Linked DNA regions of Mus musculus: region 2 is linked to region 1. A link is a contact called in public Micro-C data. All regions are on one chromosome and are shown on one strand. The core of a region is the stretch at or near the end of the contact, and the rest is flanking DNA. Distances in the headings are between cores, read along the strand shown.

Region 1 (7,240 bases), core at 2,467-4,966:
CCGAACATCCCTGGCTTGATGGGGTCTCGAACCCGGAACCTAGGAGGATGTGTAGACTTAGTCATCTCTTAGCCTGTCTCCGTAGTCTGCTTCCTGAAAGATTGGCCTGCTGAAGCGCCTTTCCATTACCCCCTGTTCTGCTCTGCCCTCAGAGCCTCACCTCTGGGCCCCTTGAGGCTCCTGGGTTTCCTCTCTCCCCACTTGAGAAGCAGGAGCTCGAAGAGGGCCACCCCTTCCCCGAGGCTGTGGCCTATACAGAGACTGGGGATCCCGTGGAGTCTGGGGTCTGGAGCCCTGGCCCCGGGGCCGGTGGGCTTCTGGATGTCTTGGGGGTCGGGGAGGGAGGGGTAGGGCTGGGTGCAGTTCACATGTTCGGCTCCTGCGCTGCACCCCCACCCCACAGGGCTGGGAGCAGGAAGCCCATCGACCCCAAGGTCCCCAGAGGCCTTCAGGGACCTGGCCCTCCTCTGATGGCAGCTGATGAGAAGGTCCAAACAGCTACAGAGGGGAGAAGGTCAGAATTAGTGTCTCAAGGTTCAAGGGTTATTCGTTGTCCAAGGTCACATTTACAGGTAGGGCCAAACTCCAGCCTTTTCTAGGTTATTAGACTAAGAGAGGGAGTCAGTCTGGGTGGGCCAAACCTGATACAAGGGGCCGAAGTCTCCCAGTGGGAATGTGAAGCCACCCTACAGGGGAGGCCAGGGCACAGTGGAGGGACCCTGGGCAGGGTAGCAGTGGCTCACTTGTCCCGGGCTCACCTCCTGATCCTGGCAGGGCTGAGGGAGAGGCAGGAGCAGCATCATACACAGCCAGAGCCTGCACACCGAGGGGTGGGGGACATCAGAGGGAGCCAGAGGTGTTACGACATTGCCTGCCCCCACCCAGCTTCTCAGGAAGCAGACGTCCCTTGTCACTTGCCAGACCCCTTCCAACAGTTCACAGTCCCTTCCTGTGTGCGTGTGTGTCCCCCCCCCCCCCTCTCTCTCTCTCGTGTGTCGTGTGTGTGTGTGTGTGTGTGTGTGTGTGTGTGTGTGTGTTTGTGTGTGTGTGTGTGTGTGTTGAGACAGGGTTTCTCTGTGTAACAGTTCTGAGTTCTGAATGTCCTGGAACTCACTCTGTAGGCCAGGTTGCCCTCAAACTCACAGGCATCCACCTGCCTCTGCTTGAGTTACAGGTGTGCACCGCTACCCTCTGCCCCTTCCCTGCCCTAATGGAGACAGAGCTGGTCCTTTCCACTGCTACCCCTCTTTCTTACCTGCCCAGCCAAGATTCCATTGCTCTTCCTGTGACTGCCCCTGGGCTGGGGAGCAGGGGACAGGGTGGCTACTCTGGCATCGGGGCTTGGAGGGTGCTCTGAGGAGGGAGGAGCATGGCGTTACCCCTCCAGCTATCTGGGGGGACTGAAGGGCTGTCTCAGCACAACACCAACAGCCTGGAGGGGTGGGGGAGGAATGGTCCACCCCTTTAGGACCTAAGGGTGGGAGCAAGAAGGGACGTTGTCTTTGTCATCTGCTAGAGGGTGGGGGGTCTGACCTCAGCCTCTTAGTTCAGTTTAGTCTCCTCCCTATGGCCCAAGATGGACTTAGCTCCTTTGGAGGCTGATGTGGGTGGGGGTAGGGGTTGTGCATAGGCAGCTTGGGCCAGAGCTTCTTTCTCCTAGAGCTCTAGGGCCTAGAGGAGGCAGGCTATGCCAGTCACCCATGAGGGGCCAGCCAGAGGCCTCCGGGCACCAGGGGTGGGGTCACAAGCCTTAATTCCACAGTTGGGATGGAGTTCAAGGGGTTCAGCTTGGGTGATATGGGACCTCTATCACAAAACAAACAAACAAACAACAAAAAAAGGAAAACCAACCTCCTCCCGCTCACAGAACCCAAGAGCATTTGTTTCTTTTCCTTTTAACTAAGCTCCTTACGGAGGACAAGGCTCATACAGGCTGCCCCGGGCATTTTTTTTTGTCCAAGGGATAAACTAAGTGGGTTAATGGCTTCATCTCCTGAGAAGAGGCAGTGACTTATCCTCCCCATGAGTGCCAGCATCCACAAGGCACTGGCTCAGGGTGACTTAGCTCATGTACAACTAGTTTTCTGCTTTTTTTTTTTTCCTTACAATGCTCAGCCAAACTGGGACACCTAAGAAGGAGAGATGTAGCCATAGCAGCCCATGCTTGCCAGGTTCTCCCTCCCGTATCCCTGGAAAGTCCACCCTTAAGTCTAGCTGTAAACACTGGGTAGCAGGGGTCTTCATACCTGTCCTCAAATCTTGTCTCTCCCTACCCCCATCCTCCATTCCCTGCCTTCTCTTTGAGGCCCCGCCTACCCACATCCTCATCCCATCTAAGTTCTGCTTTCCAGGAAAAACACTGTTTCTGCTGCCTTTGAATGGCACCATGAGAAGAATCCAAGGATCGCTGGCCAAAGTAGGCCAGATCAGGGCATGCAAAGGACAGAGAGGGGGGCAAAGCTAGGTCCTGCTCCCCCTCCCTGGGACCCCAGGGCTTGGGAATTTGAGGAGGAGACCAAATGGGCTGAGCTGAGTTCTTGGAGCTAGGGAGGAGGTAAAAGGCACCACGTCCTTCTTCAGTTGAGCCAGCCACTGAATCTACGACTTCCCTGATGGACGAGTGGCCCTGTTCAACCCACTCATCAGCCCTCTGCCTGCCCAGTGAGGCTGGAAGGATGGGGGGTGTGTGTGATGGACACAACCTGTCTGATGCTGGTCCCCTCTCCACCTCCCTCTGCGCCTCTCTGCTCCTCCAGTCTGTCCCTGATGCCTCTCCGTGGTCTACCCAGTACACATAATCCTGTCCTGAGCTGGTTTTGGCAGCTCTCTGGAGAAGTGAGGGGTGGGGGGTGACGAGAACTCCTGGGGCTAGGGCCAGGCCTGGCTCCCTCTCTGGAAAAGTCCACCCCACCCTCCCCTGCATAGGGGAGCAGGAGCCGACACCCCCCCCCCCCCCCGCACAAATGTATGTTTGTCCTTTCTCCACGCCCAGGGTGAGGAAAATGAGGTTGGAAGTGGGCATCCTGAAGTCACGGTGGACCCTGGCTGAGCACAAACCTATGCTGCTCCTGGTCACACCCCCTTGTGGGCCAGTGACACCAAGGAAAGTGACTTGCAGGGTGCTAACCCCTTCACCCCAGGCTCACTTCAGGCAAATGAGCCAATGCAGAGTGGACGGGTGGAGGGAGGGTTAGTAAGGGCTGGGCTAGCAGAGGAGAGATGCTGTCCTGTCAGAATGCCAGGGTTTTCACGGCATCCCCCCCCCCCCAAACATCCCAACAGGTGTCTTTTCCCTCAACCTCTCACAACAGATTGAGTTGTGCAAAGAGCACTCACCCGCATCCCTCCCGGACACCCTATCCCTGCGTTCCCAGAGTACAGGCGTCTGGTCGCATCTTCCCGAAGCCCCTCAGGGAAGAGCCGGCTGTGCCGGCGTGCAGGGAGGTCCTGGGTATGTTTTCCAACTTCACTATGTGACTTAATAGGAATCTTGGCACAAGCCCTCGCCCGGGTGATGGGACTCGGAGTCCCAGGGACCAGACCCCCTCCCCAGGAATTCGCCTTAGGGTCCGCTGTTCTGAGACAGTCAGAGCCCAGGCGGGGGGTCGGGGAGGTTCTACCTTCTCTGCGCCCGCTCTCTCCAGCTGCCTCTGGTAGTGGCCACCGCGGCCCGGAGCCCCAGGACAGCGCCGCCCGCGGCAGGCTCCGCCCCACGCCACCCGTGCCCCGCCCGCCACGCGCCGGACTCAACCACCCACCCCGGGTGCCCCGTACAGCTAAAGAGCTTGCAGCCACGCTGTGGACACGGTTCCCGCGCCCGCCCCGGGGCTCGAGACCCCACCAACTCTGGCAGGCTCCTTTTGGTTGGAGCCTGTCCTCGAAGAACCTGGGCTAGCCCCGAACCAGCAAGGGGATTTGCAAACTAGACCCATGTAGCCCTGAGCAAACTCAGATCTGCTCAAGCCAAGGCCCTCTCCTCCATGCAGCCAATGCCATCGCCTCCGCTTTTCCCATACTGGGCAGTGAACCATGTGGCTCTGATGGCCAGGGACCTCTCTGAGCCTCGGTTTCTTCATCCATAAAATTTTACACCCTGGAGCTTAGCGGGAGGAATGCACGCTGAATTATGAGTCAGACAATTTGGATTTGAATTTCAGCTTGAGCACTTGCCAGCTCTGTGGTCTTTCATGAGCACTTCAACTTCAATGCGGCAGTGTCCTCTGTAGAATGGGAGAATTTGATGTGTATATTAGGCTTGGAAATGTTTATCCATCTCCATGTGGAAGAATGACTGAGGAGGGGTGGGGAAGGGATGAAAACAGCTTTCAGTTTTTATGCTTTTTATTCTATTCATATGTCTTTTAATGGATTGTTGGTTTGTTGTTTGTCTTTGAGGCAGGGTCTCGGTAGCCCTGTCTGGCTTGAACTGTGTAGACCAGGCCAGCCTTCAACTCATGGAGATCCACCTGCTATTGCTTACTGCAGTGTTGGGATTAAAGGCCTGCCTATGCCTTGCCTGTCCAACCTCGTAACTTCTTTGAAAAACAAAAACGTATAGGTTGTTCGATACTAGACTGGTCTTCAGGGTGAATTCCAGCTGAGGCTGGGCGGGGGGTGGGGGTGGGGGAGAATATATAGGGAATGGTAGTGCATGTTTAGCACTTGGGAGGCTGAGGCAAGAGAGGGGAACCACTGGTTCAAGACCAGCCTGGGAAATCCAGCAAGTTCTAGGGCAAGCTGGGCTACAGAGTGAGACCACCCTAGTTTCAACAATGAAATACCAGAGCAAGGTTAGAGAGATGGCTCAGCCATTGAAGGCCAGGCTCACCACCAATGTCAAGACACTCAAATACAGAAGTTGTAGCAACATATTGTCTTGCAACCCATAAAACAACAGAGGGCCCTGGTGCCCCCGGCTAATGTTTCCTAGTTTCTTGGCTATATGTTACACTTTGTGCTGAGGGCACAGAAGCTAGTTTAAGTCCTTAAGTCTCCAAGTCTAGTTTGAACAGATCCTGCCAGTGAGAAATGATCACTTTGGAGCTGACATGTTAACTGTGGAAGCAGGGTCTATCCCAAGGCAGTGGGTGTGTATATAAAACAGCCCTATGTCTGGGGGTGTAATAATGCGCTGAAGCAGAGCTTTGCATGCAGGATGCTCTGGGTTCTGTCCCCAGCCGTTCCCAGCACTGATCAAGGCAGAAAGATATTATTTGTTATTTAGACAAGGTCCTGCCACGGTAGGGCCGATTGACAGGAAACTTGCTATGGAGCCAAGCTGACCCCAAATTTGAACTTCTCTTGCTTAGCCTGAGTCTGGGATACAGTATTGGGATGATCCAGATTTTAACTTTATTTGAAATTTAACATGCACTTTTTTTTTTTGGTTTCTCAGCAAATCCTCCCACTCTCTTAGGACAAGCACCTCCACAAGGGGTCTCTCCTTAACCTTCCTCAGTTCCTGTGTCTGGTCCTGAAGAGCCTGGGAAAGCAATGGGTTAACACCCCTCTCTGGAAGTGTGGCGTCCCTAAGGACGGCTGTGGACACACAGTCCCAACCCGTGGTGTATTTATAGATAGAGCTGTCTTCTCAGGGAAAGCCCCTTCACTCAGGCCGGGCACAAGGGCGAATGTTCAAAGGCAGTCCGCCTGCCTCGGGGAGGGAAGAGGTTTTTAAGCCAGGCAGCTTTCAGTGCTGACCCCAGTTATCAGCAGCCCCTTACCTATAAGGACACTGGCTTCAGGACAGACGGGTTCTACCTCCTTGAGGAGGGAAGGGGGGGGAGGGGGAGGATGGGAGGAGGGAGTGGGAGGAGGGAGGGGGAAGATGGAAGGAGGGAGGGGGAGGATAAGAGGAGGGAGGGGGAGGATGGGAGGAGGGAAGGGCTGCCTTTGACATTTCTGACTGCTGAGAGCTGAATACTTCTGTCCATTAAAAAATGGCTGTGTACCAAAGAGCTACACAGCTGTCAACCCCCCTGGACTTGGTGGTCCAGGGAACTTTGTGATGACGCAGCAACTTGGGAAGAGTAAGTTTAAATTTGTGGATCCTGTCTCATGCATAAAAAAGGCTTTTGTTTTGTTTTGTTTTGCTTTTTTATAGAAAGATTATATGAAACCTGGGCCTAGTGCTTCATACCTGCTATCCCAGTATTTGGGAGCCTGAGGCAAGAGGATTGTTCTAAGGCCAGCCTAGGCTACAGAGTGAGTTCCAGACCAACCTAGGTTAGAGTGAGACTCTATCTTTAAAGAAGAAGCTAAGAAGTAGCTTCATGAAGATTATTCAAGAAATAGATGATGTCCACTCAAAAGCGTCTCTAGGGAAGGAGCAAATTGAAGACAAAGGGTGCTGACCGATCTGGGTGTGGTGCTGCATACCTGTAATCCCAGCAGGTATTGGAGGCAGGGAGATCAGACTATATAATCTGGCCAGCCAGCCAGCCAGCCAAGACTATTTTATTCCATAAGGCCCAAACAGACAACAAAACCCTACTGATCAGACTCTGCTCAAAACAGGATGTCCCACTTTACTAGCTAGCTTTCAGAAGGTGCAGTGTAGGCTGGGCACTGCCACACTTCCTGCCTTGATAATGGACTGAACCTCTAGCCAGCCTAGTTAAATATTGTCCTTTATAAGAGTTGCCTTGGGGGGCTGGTGAGATGGCTCAGTGGGTAAGAGCACCCGACTGCTCTTCTGAAGGTCTGGAGTTCAAATCCCAGCAACCACATGGTGGCTCACAACCATCTGTAACAAGATCTGACGCCCTCGTCTGGATTGTCTGAAGTCAGCTACAGTGTACTTACATATAATAAATAAATAAATCTTTAAAAAAAAAAAAAAAGAGTTGCCTTGGAGCCAGGCATGGTGGCGCATGCCTTTAATTCTAGCACTCAGGAGGCAGAGGCAGGCAGATTTCTGAAAAAAAAAAAAAAAAAAAAAAAAAAAAAAAAAGAGTTGCCTTGGTCATGGTGTCTCATCACAGCAGTGGATACCCTAACTCAGAAAGAAGTTGTTACCAGGAGTGGGGAACCTTGTGAGTGCTCAGCATGGCTACGTATACAAGATCAAGCCATCCAAAATTCTGCTAAAGATGGTGTGTGTGTGTGTGTGTGTGTGTGTGTGTGTGACATTTAATTCCAGAACCCTGGAGGCAGAAGCAGGAAGATCTGAGTTAAAGGTTAGCCTGATCTACAGATGGAGATCCAAGACAGCACTACAGAAAGAAACCCTGTCTTGAAG
Region 2 (7,240 bases), core at 2,089-4,588, 170 kb after region 1:
AACAAATTATGGAAGACCTCCCATAACAAAACCTACCTCCCTGTACCTTTCACTTATCTTATACTTTCATATTTGAGATGTCAATCAGAAGCAATCTTTGATTGTAGTATATTTCCTAAGCAAATTTGACTTAGGTGATTTGGTATGGTAACCAAAGATTGTAATTTACAATGTACCACAAATAATAAGAGAAAAATTGGTTTTTTTTAAGTTCTTCCCATTGTAACAGGAGAAAATGGGAGAGAGGTGTGGCTCAGTTGGTAGAGTGCTTGCCTACGTCCTGGTTTCCTCAGTCTCCAACACTGCATACATCAGGTGTGGTGCATGCTTGTGATCACAGAATTCAGGATGTAGGGCAGCGGTTCTCAACCTTCCTGATGACTCCACCCTTTAACACAGTTCTCGTGTTGTGGCCACCCCAACCATAAAATTATTTTGATGTTATTTCCTAACTGTAATTTTGCTACCAATATGAATCGTACTATAAATACCCGATATACATGATATCTGATATTTGACTCCTGTGGCGTCACTACCCACAGCTGGAGAGCTGCTGATGTAGAGGAAATAGACTCATAAGTCTTAGGCCATCCTCAGCTAGTGAGCTGGAAGCCAGACTGGGCTCCATGAGACCCTGTCTTTTAAATAAAAAAGGGGGAGGAGGGAGTGGTGCACACTGTTAACCCCTGCACTCAGGAGGCAGAGGATGGTGGATCTCTAAGGAGTTCCAAGTCAGACACAACTACACAGGAGACCTTGTCTCAAAACAAGCAAATAACAAAAGGAGAAGGGGGCTAGCACCACCTTTCCTTTAATGCTCCTAACAGGGACAACCTGGGGAAGTTCAAATCAGTGTTTGGAATCACTATACGTCAGAAGAGTGAGAGAGGTACACACCAGCCGCCTTCTTTTTGTCCATGCCCTTCCCCACACAGTTCAAGGCTGCAGTGACCACTGTGGGCTCTGAGAAGCCCAGCACTCTCTTCACCGTCTTCTCTATCCATGGCTTCAGCTCATCCAGCTCCCGCTTAGACAGCGCCATTTCGGAGAAAATGGAGAATGAGAGCTCCAATGGGACAAAAAAACTACACCTAAAAGAAACCAAGCAAGAGTCAGAGAAAAGGAAAACAAAACAATCAAGATAATAGCATAATAAGAGTGCTTTTCCCCATTCCTATTTTCAACCCCAAGCACATCTCTCCACTTCATATGAAGGGAAATACATTCCCTAAAACCAAGCTTCAAAACAGAAGGAAGGGGTCCATTAGTTTTTGTTTTTGTTTTTTTTTTTTTTTGAGATACGGTCTTACAATGTAGCTCATACAGAACTCAACACTTGGCAACTCTCCTGTCTCCACTTGCCCAGTGAGAAATTCTAGGAGCATACAACCATGCCCCACTCATTTGATATTTTAATTCTAACTCAGCATCAGTCATCATTGCTATCTAAAGAATGAACAAACTAGGAATAACGTAATCTGAGGAATGGGTTCTAACTCTGACCCTGTCACACAAAAGACTGGCAAACAGAACATCTGAAGAGTCAATCTAGAAGTCAACTTCTGCTCTGGAAGCCATTCTCTAACCTAACTTTGACCTAAAACTTGTCTAACGGATTCAAAGAAGAGGGTTTATTCAAGTCAGTCCTCCTGTGTTAAATCTCATAATCCTTAAGAATGCTGTCACCTTTCTCTGTAGTTTTATTCATGCTGGTAAGTATTCTATACACCAACATGATTTTTTTATTACTTAACACAGTTGGAGAAAAATTTCAACACTATTCATGCTTACATTTGGGTAATCTTAAATCTCAACATCTTCACCAGCATAAAGATAACTTAATTTCTGATTTTCTTCCTAATGGCTGCATGTCAATCTATTGACTGCACCGACCTCAACTTCCCATAAGACCTCCTCTTAGCACTGCCATGCATCTTAGTATGATCTGGGAATTACTCTTTCAAGATGTTTAAAGACATCTAAAAAATGCAACCTCAGAATGATCATACAAGCCTGTGATCCCAGCACAAGGGGAATCAGGAGTTCAAGTCCAGCCTTGGCTACAGAGTTCAACATCACCGGTGGCTACATGAGACCTTGTCATAAAAAAAAAAAAAAAAAAAAAAAGATGCAGTCTAATTAGCTCCTACATTCTTGACAGATTTCTCTCTCATAAGATCTGTCAATACACAGTATTTAATACATCTGAATGAATCTGGAAGGCTGTTTCTCAGTGACAACTTTTATGAATAATCCTGGGATAGCTTTTTTGGGCCATCATGAGATAGCAGTATACTGCCTATCAAAAAGAAAGCAACCACAGGCACTAAAAGTGGAGAAGAAAGCCCATTTAAGATAGAATATAGTAAGCACCACCATTCATAAGCCCTTAGGAAAGCAAGTTAATTCCCGAGAGCCTCAGTATACTTATCTTAGAAAATGAGACATCTGGTATAACACTCCATTCAATAAATACTTAAGTTACTATTTCTTGTCAAGCAGAATACTTACTGCATGTAAGGACACACACAGCAGTGAACAAAACAGCCAAGAATCCTCATGTTAATGGGACTTACAACCCACTACAATTGAATAATAGGCTAGAAAGTTTAAGCAATTTTCAAAATCCAGAGTAATAGGTGAAGCATATTAAGCATATTGGATGTAAGCTCAAGAAATATACTAACAAATGGATGTCTTCAAATTCGACCCGAATGTGCAAACGAAACAGTCAATGGATAAGAAAGTTTCAGTCAGTAGAGTTGTCACTAACCAGATGTTCAACTCTAATAGCGAGGGGGCGTCAGCGTCGGTGGGGGGCTGGGGGGTGGAGGGGAAGGGGAAGGGGAAGGGGAGGGAGGCAGAACGCTGTCTTCTGAATGAGCAGGTAGCAGAATCTCATCTTCCGAAGGGATTCCTTACTTTTCTACGCTACAAGCCCCTGGAACCCCATGCTCCGGTCTTTGCTATCTTCCCACCTGGCCCCGGCCCCACCGAGTCCGCGCTAACTCCTCACCTCAGGGCAGGTTTGCCCACCCTGCTGCTTCCCGCCCCCGCCCTTTGCCTTCAGCCAGCCCATTCTGACTTCTTCCCCGGACAGAACCAGGGAGTCCTCCCAGCCTGCTTCCCGCCGAGCACTCCCGCCCTGTCCAGCCGCTCGCACCGAAGGCTACAGCCTTTCGGGCGCGGGGCCACTACTCACCTCACAAACTTCAGCCCCTGAGACGGAGCCCGAACGTTACACCGGAACCGGAAACCTTCCGGTTGCCCTACGGCCCGCCGTCGCTACCGCCACACACCGCCACGCTGCGGTCCCTACGGCACGTGACTACGGAAGGCGGGGCCTCAGCTGCGCAGCCGCGGTATCAAGGTGCCGGCCGCGGGGCGCACGCGCCGCGGGATCCTAAAGCCTAGTCCGCGGGTTGTCCCGGAGCGATGCCAACGTTAGTTCGGGCATTATTTCCCGGAGCAGAAATCGGTTGGCATCACATTCCCTCGGGTCCAAAGAGTTAGTGCGCTAAGATTATCACTTAGAACTAAAAGCAAGGACGTCCACATTCGTACTCAAAGTGTCCTTTCTAGTTTAAAAAAAAAAAAATTGTGATCTCTAGCATTAGCTGCCCTCCCTTAACTTTGCCTCCCTAATTTAAAATCGATACCAGAGACCAGGCAACAAAAAAGAACAGATTCAGAGCTATCCCCTGGCTTCCCATTCGCCAATGAAACACCAAAACCTGCCTCACTTCCTAACCTCTAGGGATAACAGTATTCCAATTGCTAGCTCAGCCTCAGAAACCAGACTACTTTCTCGCTTGTCGCTTTCTGCCTTGCATGGCTCTTTACTAAGAAAACTACAAGATTTGCACTCCACTCTACTTCGGGTTTGTGCTCAAATTAGCCTTAGAGAAGCCTTTCTGGCCGCCCTATTTAATTTTGATACTTGACGCTCTAGAGTCCCACTTTTTTTTTCTTTTTTCTTTTTTTTTTCCTTATTGTACTTGTAGTATCATCTACCGTATTCATAAAAGTTAACTTAGGCTTTGTACTAGTCAGGGTTCTCTAGAGTCATAGAACTTATGGGTAGTCTCTGTATAGTAAGGGGATTTGTTGATGACTTACAGTCTGTAGTCCAAGTCCCAACAATGGGCAGCAGCAGCTATGAAAGGAAGTTCAAGGATCTAGCAGTTGCTCAGTCCCACAAGACAAGCAGGTGGAGAAGAGAGAGAGAATCTTCCTTCTTCCAATGTCCTTATGTAGGTCTCCAGCAGAAGGTGTGGCCCAGATGAAAGGTGTGTGCCACCAAGCCTTCAACTCAAAGATCCCCCAGTCTTAATTTTCTGGAATTTATAGCCACTATGCCTCAAGATCTCCGTGCCAAGATCCAGGTCAGAAATTGTATATCTCAGCCTCCAGATTAGGATCACAGGTGAGCCTTCCAATTCTGAATTGTAGTTCATTCCAAATATAGTCAAGTAGATAACCAGGAATAGCCACCACACGCTTAGTGCTTATACTTACAGTAACACTCATACAATTAAGTACTTAATAAATACTTGTCTACCATGGCAAGTTCCCCACTACACATCCCCCAAATAAAATGTAAAACTTTTTTTTTTTTTTTTTTTTTTTTTTTAAGGAATGGCAGTTCCTCTGGGAAAGGTGGGGGTAGTGGATAGAGGTTAGATAAGGGACATCAAATGCAGTTAGGTAAGAGAAAGTACTTCTGGGACTGGAGAGATGGCTCAGTGGTTAAGAGCACTGACTGCTCTTCCAGAGGTCCTGAGTTCAATTCCCAGCAACCACATAGTGGCTCTGTAATGGGATCTGATGCCCTCTTTTGGTGTGTCTGAAGACAGCTACAGTGTGCTCGTATAAATAAAATAAGTTTATCTTTAAAAAAAAAAAAAAGCCGGGCAGTGGTGAGAAACCCTGTCTCGAAAAACCAAAAAAAAAAAAAAAAAGAGAGAGAGAGAGAAAGTACTTCTGGTAGTCTATAGCATGTGCCACTATGCCCAACTTTAACTCATTTTTATGCTCATGAATATCCAATTTCCTGATACTATTATTTGCTTTGTTTGAGGCAGAGTCTCACGTAGCCCAGGCTGGCCTCAAACTCACTATGCAGATGATCTTGAACTCCTGATATTCTCACTTCCATCTCTTAAATTCTGAGATTACAGGCCTGAACCACCAAACCAAGCTCTCAGGCTGTCCTTTCCCTGTTTGAATAGTTTTGGCAGTTTTGGCAAAACTCAGATGAAGGCCTGCTCTGTAGGTAGAGGTGTTTTACAACGGCACCAGTTTGCTTCCAGGATCCCCTAAGGCAGCAGGAGAAAATTGACTCCTTGGAGTTGTTTTCAGGATTCCACAGGCACATAAACACAGAAGACCAGAACTTGGGATTCAGCTCAGTAGTATAGTACTTGTCTAGCATGCTTCAGACCCTGGGTCTGATGTCAGCACTGCAATAACATCAACTATCTGACATATATGAGTTTACTTTGTACTCTTCTATCCATCCACATCTGCCCCTATCAAAACATCTATATTTCCTTTATTCCTCTCGTAACCCCTTTGAAGAAGAGACTTCTATTTCCCCCTCCCTTCTCCTGTTGGAGATGATGTTTTCTTCAGATTGTCTCTGAATTCCTGGGCTTAGGTAATCTTCATTCTTTAGCATGAGCAGTTAGGACTAAATGTGTGTGTGTGGTGTGTGTGTGTGTGTGTGTGTGTGTGTGTGTGTGTGTGTGTGTGCTCTCTCGAGTGTGCATGCATGCCACCGTGAATACTTAGGACTAAGCTTGGGTGTCACTGTGCCTCGCTCTTTTTGTCATTTCCTCATGATGGAAACAATTCAGAAAAAAAAAATATGGAGGAATCACAGGCAGTGGAAGGCTAACACTATTTTAAATTCACTTGGTTAAATACTGAAAATAAAACTGGCTCCTTGTGCTGGAGAGGTGGCTTAGTGGGTAAGAGCACTGACTGCTCTTCTGAAGGTCCTGAGTTCAAATCCCAGCAACCACATGGTGGCTCACAACCATCCATAATGAGATCTGATGCCCTCTTCTGGTGTGTCTGAAGACAGCTACAGTGTACTTACATATAATGAATAAATCTTTAAGCTTTTACTGCCAGCACTGGCAAATAGAGGATCTCTGTGAGACCCTGTTTCAACTGCAAAACTGGAATACATTAATGAGAACATACTTATGGGGCAGGGAATCCATTTTATTCTTGAGAACTTTCCAGTATGATTATCAAGGACCTCTTTTGTCAGGAGATTCTTGTGAAAACTGAGATTGGAAAATCACCAAGAACATGTATTTGTCTAAAAATGGTACTGAGACAGCAGCCTCAAATTCTGAGTTCTCGAGCTATAGCCTAGCACAGACCTCTCCCACTTTATTCACACGCAGATCTAGGTGAACAAGCTGACAGCTGTTGAGCCAAAAATGTGATCCCAAAGAACAAGCAGCTTTCTTGGGTTGTGCTGGATAAAAAAAAAAAAAAAAAAAAAAAAAAAAGTGGAAATAGTCTGTAGAAAACCCAACCCACCATGACCAGTGTTCTAAAATGCAGTTACTCTATCAAAATAGCGGACCTCAGTAGGCCGTGAGCATTTCGTGCTGTTCGTGAGTTCCAGGATGCTGGTACTAGGTGCTGCAGACAGGAAACTGGGCGAGCTGAGCAGCGCAGTCGGCTCCCCCAGCTTGTCACTCACAGGCAGGCTTTATTGGGTTCTGTCATGCTACAGGGAAAGTGGGCTTTAGATTGTACTTTTCAAATGATTAAACCTAGCTTTTAGGGCGTGGTGCCCCATGTCTTTAGTAAGGACTGGGATCCACTACTCAGCAGGCTGAGGTAGGAATGTTACGTGAGTCCCAGAGTCTAGGCCAATCTAAGTAGTACAGCAAAAATCTCTCTCTTGAAGCCAGTCAATTAACTTTCCAATTACAAAAAAACAAGTAAAACCCTCATGCTATTGGGAAATTCTAATTTCCATCTTACTAGAAAACAACTGCCCTTTCTAATGAGTCTCACACCAAGGTATCTTCTAATTCTAGTTTCTGCTGGGGCTGGTGAGATGGCTCAGTGGGTAAAGATGCTTGCCACCAAGTCTAGCAGCCTGAGTTTGATCCTCAGGACCCACAAGGTGGAAGGAGAGAACCAATTCCCGAAAGCTGTCCTCTGACTTCCTCAGGTGGCTGTGGCATGTGTATAGACACACAGATTACAT

The links. A called contact is a pair of places that touch in the nucleus more often than the background predicts.
Region 2: a Micro-C map of muscle stem cells shows a contact between it and region 1, with 4 times the contacts expected there. The contact joins the promoter of Prpf3 here to the promoter of Adamtsl4 in region 1. A contact is called at or near these places in 16 of 39 promoter capture datasets (the 3T3-L1 cell line, the C10 cell line, HPC-7-derived erythroid cells and 11 more), 2 of 484 Hi-C or Micro-C datasets (embryonic stem cells and muscle stem cells), 4 of 115 datasets of contacts at active chromatin or transcription factors (the HPC-7 cell line, bone marrow-derived macrophages, embryonic stem cells and 1 more) and 3 of 9 other capture datasets (adipose tissue, liver and pancreatic islet).

Annotation. Positions count from the first base shown.
Region 1 is chr3:95,684,201-95,691,440 of GRCm38.p6, forward strand. It overlaps Adamtsl4 (ADAMTS-like 4), which reads right to left and starts at 3,717. Exons shown (of 18, transcript NM_144899.3): 1 at 3,621-3,717; 2 at 1,256-1,353; 3 at 759-816; 4 at 161-498; 5 at 1-39. The coding sequence starts at 1,275.
Region 2 is chr3:95,852,547-95,859,786 of GRCm38.p6, forward strand. Prpf3 (pre-mRNA processing factor 3) reads right to left here and starts at 3,339. Exons shown (of 16, transcript NM_001316751.2): 1 at 3,203-3,339; 2 at 898-1,091. The coding sequence starts at 1,042.